3 separate regions of the Sus scrofa genome follow, and regions 1 and 2 are each linked to region 3. The links are chromatin contacts, called in public Hi-C and HiChIP or PLAC-seq maps. All regions are on one chromosome and are shown on one strand. Each heading gives the region's core, a stretch centred on a gene start, on an enhancer-like site or on the middle of the called end of the contact. The rest is flanking DNA. Distances are from core to core; before and after follow the strand shown. Region 1 has its middle 21 kb from the start of SLC7A10. Region 2 holds the start of CEBPA (CCAAT/enhancer-binding protein alpha). Region 3 holds the start of CEBPG (CCAAT/enhancer-binding protein gamma).

What was found. Hi-C and Micro-C count contacts between places; a contact is called where the count stands out from the background. HiChIP or PLAC-seq counts read pairs in DNA pulled down with a chosen protein or histone mark.
Region 1: a Hi-C map of liver shows a contact between it and region 3, with 2.9 times the contacts expected there. The contact joins the enhancer-like site here to the promoter of CEBPG in region 3. A contact is called at or near these places in 1 of 5 promoter capture datasets (liver), 4 of 47 Hi-C or Micro-C datasets (embryonic fibroblasts and liver) and 2 of 2 datasets of contacts at active chromatin or transcription factors (alveolar macrophages and skeletal muscle).
Region 2: an H3K27ac HiChIP or PLAC-seq map of alveolar macrophages shows a contact between it and region 3. The contact joins the promoter of CEBPA here to the promoter of CEBPG in region 3. A contact is called at or near these places in 1 of 5 promoter capture datasets (fetal liver), 11 of 47 Hi-C or Micro-C datasets (alveolar macrophages, blood, fetal liver and 6 more) and 2 of 2 datasets of contacts at active chromatin or transcription factors (alveolar macrophages and skeletal muscle).

Annotation. Positions count from the first base shown.
Region 1 is chr6:43,037,718-43,040,439 of Sscrofa11.1, forward strand. No RefSeq gene overlaps it. Among named protein-coding and RNA genes, the nearest start is that of SLC7A10, 21 kb to the left of the region's middle. Within about 2 kb of position 1,279, at least 6 of the 83 cell types and tissues checked have an H3K27ac peak or open chromatin away from gene starts, as enhancers often do. A contact at or near this core is called in liver, where this site is marked.
Region 2 is chr6:43,084,634-43,087,368 of Sscrofa11.1, forward strand. CEBPA (CCAAT/enhancer-binding protein alpha) reads right to left here and starts at 1,251. Exons shown (of 1, transcript XM_003127015.4): 1 at 1-1,251. The coding sequence starts at 1,077. The coding sequence ends at 13. LOC102160718 (a long non-coding RNA gene) reads left to right here and starts at 1,485. Exons shown (of 2, transcript XR_002344625.1): 1 at 1,485-1,765; 2 at 2,236-2,735.
Region 3 is chr6:43,163,648-43,166,410 of Sscrofa11.1, forward strand. It overlaps CEBPG (CCAAT/enhancer-binding protein gamma), which reads left to right and starts at 1,255. Exons shown (of 4, transcript XR_002344626.1): 1 at 1,255-1,472; 2 at 2,763.

The sequences.
Region 1 (2,722 bases), core at 29-2,528, 130 kb before region 3:
CACATGCCTTCCCAGTGGACAGAGTTGCCCTCTGGCCATGCCGCCAGCTTGGCCAGGGCTGATCAGAAGCCCTCAGTTCCAGGACCACTGCCAGGGCCAGGGCCACAGGGACTGGTAAGGGTTTTTGGCTAAGCTCGAATCATGCCATTCCAAGGCACAGCTGGAGTGTCTCTCTAGTCAGCGCCTGGAAGGGGGCCAGCTCAGCCTCAAGCTCGAGCCAAACACACACACAAACATGCAAACACACACACACACACGTGCCCACATGCACATAATCACACAGTTCACGCATGCACATAGTTACATGTTCACACATGTACCCAGTGCACATAAACACACACAAATAACATGGACACACATACCAACAAGCACATGGATGTGCACACGTGCAAATAAATACACATGCACACACACACCTTCCCTCTCCCCAGGAAGTGTGGAGGATGGATGGAGAAGCACCTTTGGGATCTGTCTGTTTGGGGGCAGTCCAGTTAGGGGAGGTGCCCCCTTATCCTCTGGGTCATGGTGGCTGCTCCCCTCAGGGCAGTCTTGTCCCAGCCTGACCTGGGGGAAGTGTACATGTTCGGGGGTTGGAGGGGAAGGGGTGGCTGGAGTGTCTGGCCACTTCTGATAGGGCTCTGGGCAAAGACTGGGGATGGGAGTGGGGCGGGAGGGAGCTGGAATCGTGCCTGCGTCCCGTAGAAGCCGGTTGGGCATAGGACCTGAGCTGGGGGGTCCTCCTGACTCTGGGGTGAGCAGGTGAGACTGGGGCAGACCTTTGAGGGTCACTGCAGCTGTGCACCCCTTCCCCAGGAAGCCAGCCCAGCCCTCAGCTGCTCTCTTGACTCCTCTGTTCCCAGCTTCCCCAAGCCTGTAGCCTCAGATGTGTGCGGGCTTCTGAGACTGGAGCACGCAGCCACCAGGTCCCTGTTGTCCCCCTGGCCACACAGGCCCAGGCATGCTGGACCATCAGCCCAAGGATGATAAACTAAAATCACTTGTGGTATGACAATTGGTCCCGGCCTCTTGCAGGACCTGGCGCCGTGAGAGGCGCTCCATAGCTTCCAGCCCCTCATCCCAAGGAGCCTGCTCGGGGGTGGGCTCCGCCCAGCCCATGCCCACAGCCCTTGGCAGGGGACAGAGTTCTGTCACCTCCCCCACCAGATCGATACCTCCAAGGCTGCTGTCAGCAAATCTCTGACCTCCGACCCAGCCATGCACTGTGACCCCTGAACCTGTCAGCCTCCACCAATCCTTGCCCTGGTCTCTGGGGTGGATGAGGGGTGACCCCTGGCTCCAGCCAGGCTGTGAGGGGAGGGAGGATGAGGCCATCCGTCTCCACAGCCCAGCCTCTTCCCTTCACTCCACACTCAGGGCTGCGGTCAGCGGCTGGCCTGTGGCGGGCGGGCGGCTGGCTGAGCATGGGGGCCCCGCCGGGTAGGGGGAGAGGCTGGGCCCTGGAGCTGAACACGCCAAGCAGCCAAGGGCTGGGAATGAGGGATTCGGAAGGAAGCTCCTTTCTGGGGCCCGGGGGACCTTGGCAGTCCAGCCATCAGAGAAGGGACTCTAGGCTTCTCATCTCCTGCTTGAGGCCCTGCAAAGGTGCCACCTGTCCCTCCACTCCCAGGCCCCTGAGAATTGCTGTGTACTGGGGCGGTGGGCGGGGGGAGAGATGGACCTGTGACTCAAGATACCGCCCCCCCCCAGCATGGTCCTGGCTGAGAAGGGATCTGGGAGAGAAAGGAGTGCTGCTTGGGGTGGCGTGCAGCCCACAGTGGCCCCACGGCCAGGGCACCTGCCTACAAACCTCTTGGGGCTGGCGGGACCCTGGCTTCCCCATCCAAAAGGTCCCCTGACCAATCTGTGTCCCAGATCTGCGTTTTAGCGCTGGGCGCAGAATGAGGAAGAGGCTGCTCACAGGCCCCTCCCTTGCTACCTGGGCCCGGTCCCCTTCGGCTCACCTGAGTGTCACTGCTCTGGCCACCCTGTCCTACCCGTCCAGCCTGCTCTAGCCTGGGGAGGGGGCATTTACACCATTGTCCTCTTGAAATGTCCTGTGACCCTGAGAGCCCTATCTTCTGAACCACCGTGGGCTGCAGTCTGGGGGTCCTGGGCTCCTGGGCCAACACCGCTGTCCCAAGACTGTGTCCCCAGAGGGTCTGCCCCGGACAACAGAACCTGCTGGTCACTCACCATATGACCCTTACCAGCTGCCTTTCTTTGCACCCGGAGGGTCTCCACAGGGGCTTCTGCTTCTGAGAGGGGACCCCTCTTCCCCACAGGGGGCTTCTGTCCCGGGGCCGCCGGGGCTTCAGTAGTGGGAGGGCCGATGGCCCCGGGAACTCCAGCAATGAGAGTCCCCCCAGGAGAGGAAGAAGAGAAGGGGAGGGTGAGGAGGCACGAGAGAGGGGAGAGGGGCAGAGACGGAGGGTGACTGAGAGCCGCCTGCCCGCTGAGATGGGGGAGGCAGGCGAGGAGCGCGTGGAGGTGGGAGGGACACACTGCAGATGGGGAAACGGAGGCCAGGAGCGGCGGGTGGGAGCAGCAGCCGGCAGGGGCGCTCAGGTGAGCCTGACTCCAGGGTGGCCCCCCTGGGGTGTTCTCAGGGGCCAGGAGGGCCGGGCCAGGCCTGGGATGGGCGCCTGTGTGTGCTGGCACTGGCTGGGGGGGGGGGTATGTGGGCGGTGAGCCCTGGGGTAAGTGGCAGGGGGGCAGGGGGCAG
Region 2 (2,735 bases), core at 1-2,500, 79 kb before region 3:
CCGCCGCGCGCCTCAAGCGCAGTTGCCCATGGCCTTGACCAGGGAGCTCTCGGGCAGCTGGCGGAAGATGCCCCGCAGCGTGTCCAGTTCGCGGCTCAGTTGTTCCACCCGCTTGCGCAGGCGGTCATTGTCACTGGTCAGCTCCAGCACCTTCTGTTGAGTCTCCACGTTGCGCTGCTTGGCCTTGTCCCGGCTCTTGCGCACCGCGATGTTGTTGCGCTCACGCCGCACCCGGTACTCGTTGCTGTTCTTGTCTACCGACTTCTTGGCTTTGCCTGCGCCGCCGCCGCCGCCCGCGCGCAGGTCGGGGTGCGCTGGGGCCAGCCCCTTGAGAGCGCCGCCGGGGCCTGGCAGGCCAGCGGCGCCAAGCGCGGGCGCTGGGTGCGGGCTGGGCACGGGCGTGGGCGGCGGCGTGGGGTGGCCGGGCTGCAGGTGCATGGTGGTCTGGCCGCAGTGCGCGATCTGGAACTGCAAGTGCGGGGCGGCCAGGTGTGCGGGCGGAGGGTGTGAATGCGGTGGTGGCGGTGGCGGCGGTGGCTGGTAGGGAAAGAGGCCGGCCAGCGCCAGCTGCTTCGACTCGTCCTCCTCGCGCGGCTCCTGCTTGATCACTAGCGGCCGCAGCGCCGGCGCCCCGACGCGCTCGTACAGGGGCTCCAGCCTGCCGTCCAGGTAGCCGGCCGCCGCGCAGCCGTAGCTGGGAGGGGGGCCGTGAGCCCCCCCGGGCATGACGGCGCCGCCGGGGCCCACGGGGGCGCCCGGGTAGTCAAAGTCGCCGCCGCCTCCCGCGGGGGCCGCGGCCGCCTTGGCCTTCTCTTGCTGCCGGCTGTGCTGAAACAGGTCGGCCAGGAACTCGTCGTTGAAGGCGGCCGGGTCGATGTAGGCGCTGATGTCGATGGACGTCTCGTGTTCGCAGATGCCGCCCAGCGGCTCCGGGGCGGCAGGTGGGGCTGGGGGCTGCGCGGGGCCCGCGCCCCGGGGAAAGCCGAAGGCGGCGCTGCTGGGCGCGTGCGGGGGGCTCTGGAGGTGGCTGCTCATCGGGGGCCGCGGCTCCGCCTCGTAGAAGTCGGCCGACTCCATGGGGGAGCTAGAGTCCTCCCGGCATGGCGAGCCTCGGCGGCCTCCAGCCCGCGCGGGGCGCCGCTGCTGCCGCTGCCCACCCGGAGACCCTACTCACTCGCGCCCGCGCAGCTCCCGGTCGCGAATGGCCAGGCCTGCGCGGGCCCGGTATTTATACCGCGGCGGCCATCGCCCTCTAGTGTCCAAACCGGTCTCGGACCTTCGGCGACGGTGGAGCGGCGCCTCCTGGGTCTTAGCGCCTGCGATCGTTAGAGGGCGGTGAGTGGGGCAGGAGCGCAGCACTGACTGGGAGGGGCGGCGGCGCAACGCCCACTACCCCCTGCGCAGCAAGCTGAAGGGTGACCTGCGAGTGGTGCCCCACCCTCCGAGGAGTGGTTGCCCCGGCGCACACGTGGTCCCTGGTGAGGCCCTCTCCTCTGGCTTCCCCAGGGCACCCACCGTCTGCCAACGGCAGGGGAGCCCGGGAGCACCCAGACGCCGCTCAGAGAGCTGTTGGTGGTGGAGGGCAAGTCTTGGTCTCTGAGTTTCTGTGGCGCGAACTCGCTTTAAAAACTAGAACCAGTTTTGTCCGGGTCCAGGCTCTCTGGAAAGCGGCGGCGTAGAGAAAGCACCGGGGGTTCGGGGGCAGGGAACAGTTTTGGACCTGCGGCCCAGCGTACACTGCCCGGTGGAGAGGCCGAGGAGAGAGGTCCGGAGCGCGGGGATCTTGCGTCTTTTTGATCTCCAGGCGTCCCCACGGATTTCGCGCAGAAGTACCTCTCCCCAGCCCCACCTCTTGCCGTACTCCAAGGTTCCGCGGCTTCGCACCGACCGGCGCTAGGACCCGGCGGAGAGTGGAGGGAGGGGGAGGCGGACGAGTCCAGGGAGTTTGGAGGACCCGGTCGGTCCATCCGCCTGGGCTGGAAAACTTTTTAATTACTTCTCCTAACCGGAGTTCTAGGTGTTGCTAGGCGCGCAGAGTTGGCGCTGCTACCTGGCGCGGGGCCGCCAACTTTTTCCTGTGGGACTGGCCGAGCTGGATTCCGGGGCTGGGGGACGGGGCGAGGGGGGACGCACCAGAGGGAGTAGGCGAATTTGACCCAGGGGCGCGGATCGCGAAGCGGGGTTGGCGGTCAGCGGGGTTGGAACCCACAGCCTTTTCCTCTCCTCCCCATTCAGGTGGGCTCCAGTACCGGAGCGAGAATATCGAGGGAGCCGAGGCCTCGGAGTCTCGGTGGCCTAGAGTCCGAACACCGACTGGGAGAACCCTGCAGAGTGGTTTGCAGGGCGCTGAGTCCCCAGAATCCTGGAGAACAAAGCGGCCCGGCCCGGGTGACCCCTGAGCGCCGCCTTCCCCCCCCACCCCGACACACACACAGCTGAGGGGGAAGGGGTTTATGGCAGCGCCTTTCCCCAGCCACGTGGCGCCTCGCGCGTTCTTCTTTGGGATCGCGGGGACAGCCGGCTCCCTTGAGGCGTCGTGGGCCAGCAAGTCTCCCCGCCTCGACCTCCCCCGCCCTCATCGCCCCTTAGATTAAGTGCGCTGAGGCCCATCGCCGCCATGGGTGCTGTTTTGGAAGTATGCCTGTTTGAAAATCGCCAGGCTGTGCGGGTCAGGACCCTCTCCCGGACAGTGGCCTTCCAAAGGCTGGCAAGTTGCCACAGCCCGCCCAGGAGCC
Region 3 (2,763 bases), core at 5-2,504:
AGACTCAGAGAACATTGGAGCAGCTTGGCAGCAAGTTTAGCAAACCGGGGGATAAGGAACACATCTATACAGGTTTTTTTCCTTTTTTTTTTTTTAATTGATTAGGAAATGGTGAGGATGAAATTATGATTCTGTGAGTAACAAAATCGAATCCAGTTTTAATATTGCTAAAATCGCGATCAAAGAAATTTTAACTCCAACCACTGCCCACCAAAGTGAAAAGTACTGGTTTTGGTGATATTGTGTCATTCTACCAAGTGTGCTTCTACAGTCATCAGCGTTCACTTTTGGCTGCAGCCCTTCTTATTATCTTTTTTTTTTTTGGTTTGTGTGTGCAAATGTTTTATCATCTCTTCATTGATTCCTCGAAACAGTCCCTTGCAGAAAGCTGGTACCATTGCCTGGCGAGGAAGAAACGTTTCCTCTTTCAAAGACTCCAGTTTTTGGACGATAAGAATTGCTAAAGAGGAAGCAATCAAATCTATCTGCCTCCACCCAGCTCGCTGCTTCCTGGTTGTAATACGCTTTCAGATTCTCCTGTGAATTGTCTTTGACAAATAAAGCTGGATTGCCATTCATTTTTTGAGATCAAGTCTCTCAGTCTGTTCACCTGGAAGACAGCACATGGCAGTCAGGTAAACTCAATTATTTCCTCCGTAACCACAGTCTGTACCGAAGTGACATCAATACTAATCCCACATTGGGAAAATTTTCCTTCCTTCGTTTTTCACCAAGTTTGCAGCTGCCTTCACTGCCGTGAGGTCCGGGGCTTCTCTCCAGACTCCATCCGGAGGGCGCGAGTCGCGGTGAGGCGACCGTCGGCCTCCCAGCCTACGAAGAGGCGAGCCCGGTGGGCCGTTCCGGGAAACTGTCCCTGGAAGCGACTCCGAGGCGGGGCTCCCTGAGAACGTGGTGAAACCAAAACAGAAATTGGTGATTCAAAAAAAAAAAAAAAAAAATCATCTCAGAAAATTGCGCTTTCCAAAGACAGGTGTTGCCTTCACAAGGCTACAGTTCTCCAATGCCTCCAACTTTGACAGAACCTTTTGAGCGGCGGGTCGCCCACGTCTTAGGATGTCTCCCCACGCGTTCAGTCCTGGAAACTAAGGCCGCTGCCGCCACCACCCCTGCCCATCCTAAAGCGCCGTGGGCTACGCCTCCGCCACGTGCCCGCCTCCCGCAGTCAGGCCGCTCTCGATTGGCTAGCGGCGCTGCCAATCCCAGGGGGGGCGGGAGCAACCCGTAGGCCGGCGCTCCCATTGGTCGTGGAGGCGGCGGCGGCCGCGCGCGCGGCCTGAGCGAGGAGGGGAAGCCGGTGGCTGCGGCGGCGGAACGGGCGGAGGCTCCCGGTTTCGTAACCGTCGCTCCACCTCGCTGACTCGCGGGCTGCTAGGCCTGGGTCGGGTCCGGCCGTACCGCACGGGGCCGCTTAGAGTGGAGGCCGCCTGGGGGCAGGCGGGCTAGTGGCGCAGGTAAGGAGGCCGCGAGCGGGCTGAGAGAGTTGGGAGGCCGCGGTGCTGCCAGCTGCTCGCGTGGGCGCGGCCCCAGCGAGAGGAGCCCCGGCCCGGCCCGGCCCGAGGCGGCCGGCTTGCTGGGAAGGCCCCGCGCGGCCCGCGGCGCGGGCGGCGGCCCCGCGCGGCGTCTGATGCAACCTGCCGGCAACACCCGGCGAGGCCTCTGAGCTCATCCCTGGCCCCGGCCCAGCGCCGCGGCGCCACCCGCCGACCCCCGGGCTCCCCCGGCGCCCCTGCTGCCGGCCCGGGACGGGATGCGAGCCACGCCGTGCCCCCTCCACAACCCGGCCCTCTGTGTGTGCAGTGTGACAAGCCAGGCTCGTATTGGCCCTTGGGGATAAAGGGTGTTCCCAGAATAGCCGAAGGTAGACCTTATCTTAGTGGAGTGCCACCTAGGTTGTTTCCTGCCCCTCCAGAACTACGCGGGGTCGGGTAGCCGAGAATCGGATTCAGAAGTTATTAGAGTAGTCAGGGAAGGCAGTTGATTTTTTAAATACGTGATTTTACGGAAATAGTATGGTTCCTTATGGAGCTGTACTTTTGAATACCCTTCGTTTGACTGTCGAACACCGGTTGGGTGAACGTGCAGCAACCACGAGTTGAATGGAGCAGGGGAGGGCAAGAAATGAAGCGCTTCGTTAGCATGCTCCGAGGGAACATGCTGAAGCTAATTGCCAGCAGAGGTGTCTGGGTAGAGAGGATGGAAGTGTTAAAGGGAAGGCTACTCTGTTCTTTCAAGTAAGTTTGTGTGTTTTTATGCTTCAGGAGGTTTACTTGTCTGGCTTTTCTGTTATCTGAGGTTTATTTTGTCATCTGGTTTCTTAAAATGTGCTTTTAACTTTGGTGGGTTACGCAAAAATTGGTAGTTCTGTCTCCCAGCCTACACTCAATTGAATCCGTACTTGAAGAGATTATCCTTTGGACAGATAGGTTATGGGACGCTCAAAGAAATTTTTGAGATAAAATACTGATATTTCTGCATCTAAAAGTTCTTGGTATTTAAAAGTTAAAACCTGGTCAGCTGTCACTACTTGAGTAGTATTTGGGATAAAGCTATCCTTAAAGTTGATTTGCTATTTTGGAATAACAGTGTAAACAGGGCTAAACCATCATAGGATTCTAGTGAGTTGGAGAATTTTTCAGTTTCTCAAGTCTTGCTTCGGGCGGGTGCAGTTGGCTGATTCAGTCATTTTAATACTTGCCTAAAACACATAGGTGGGAGCAAAACTTCATTTTTTTTTTTTCCAGA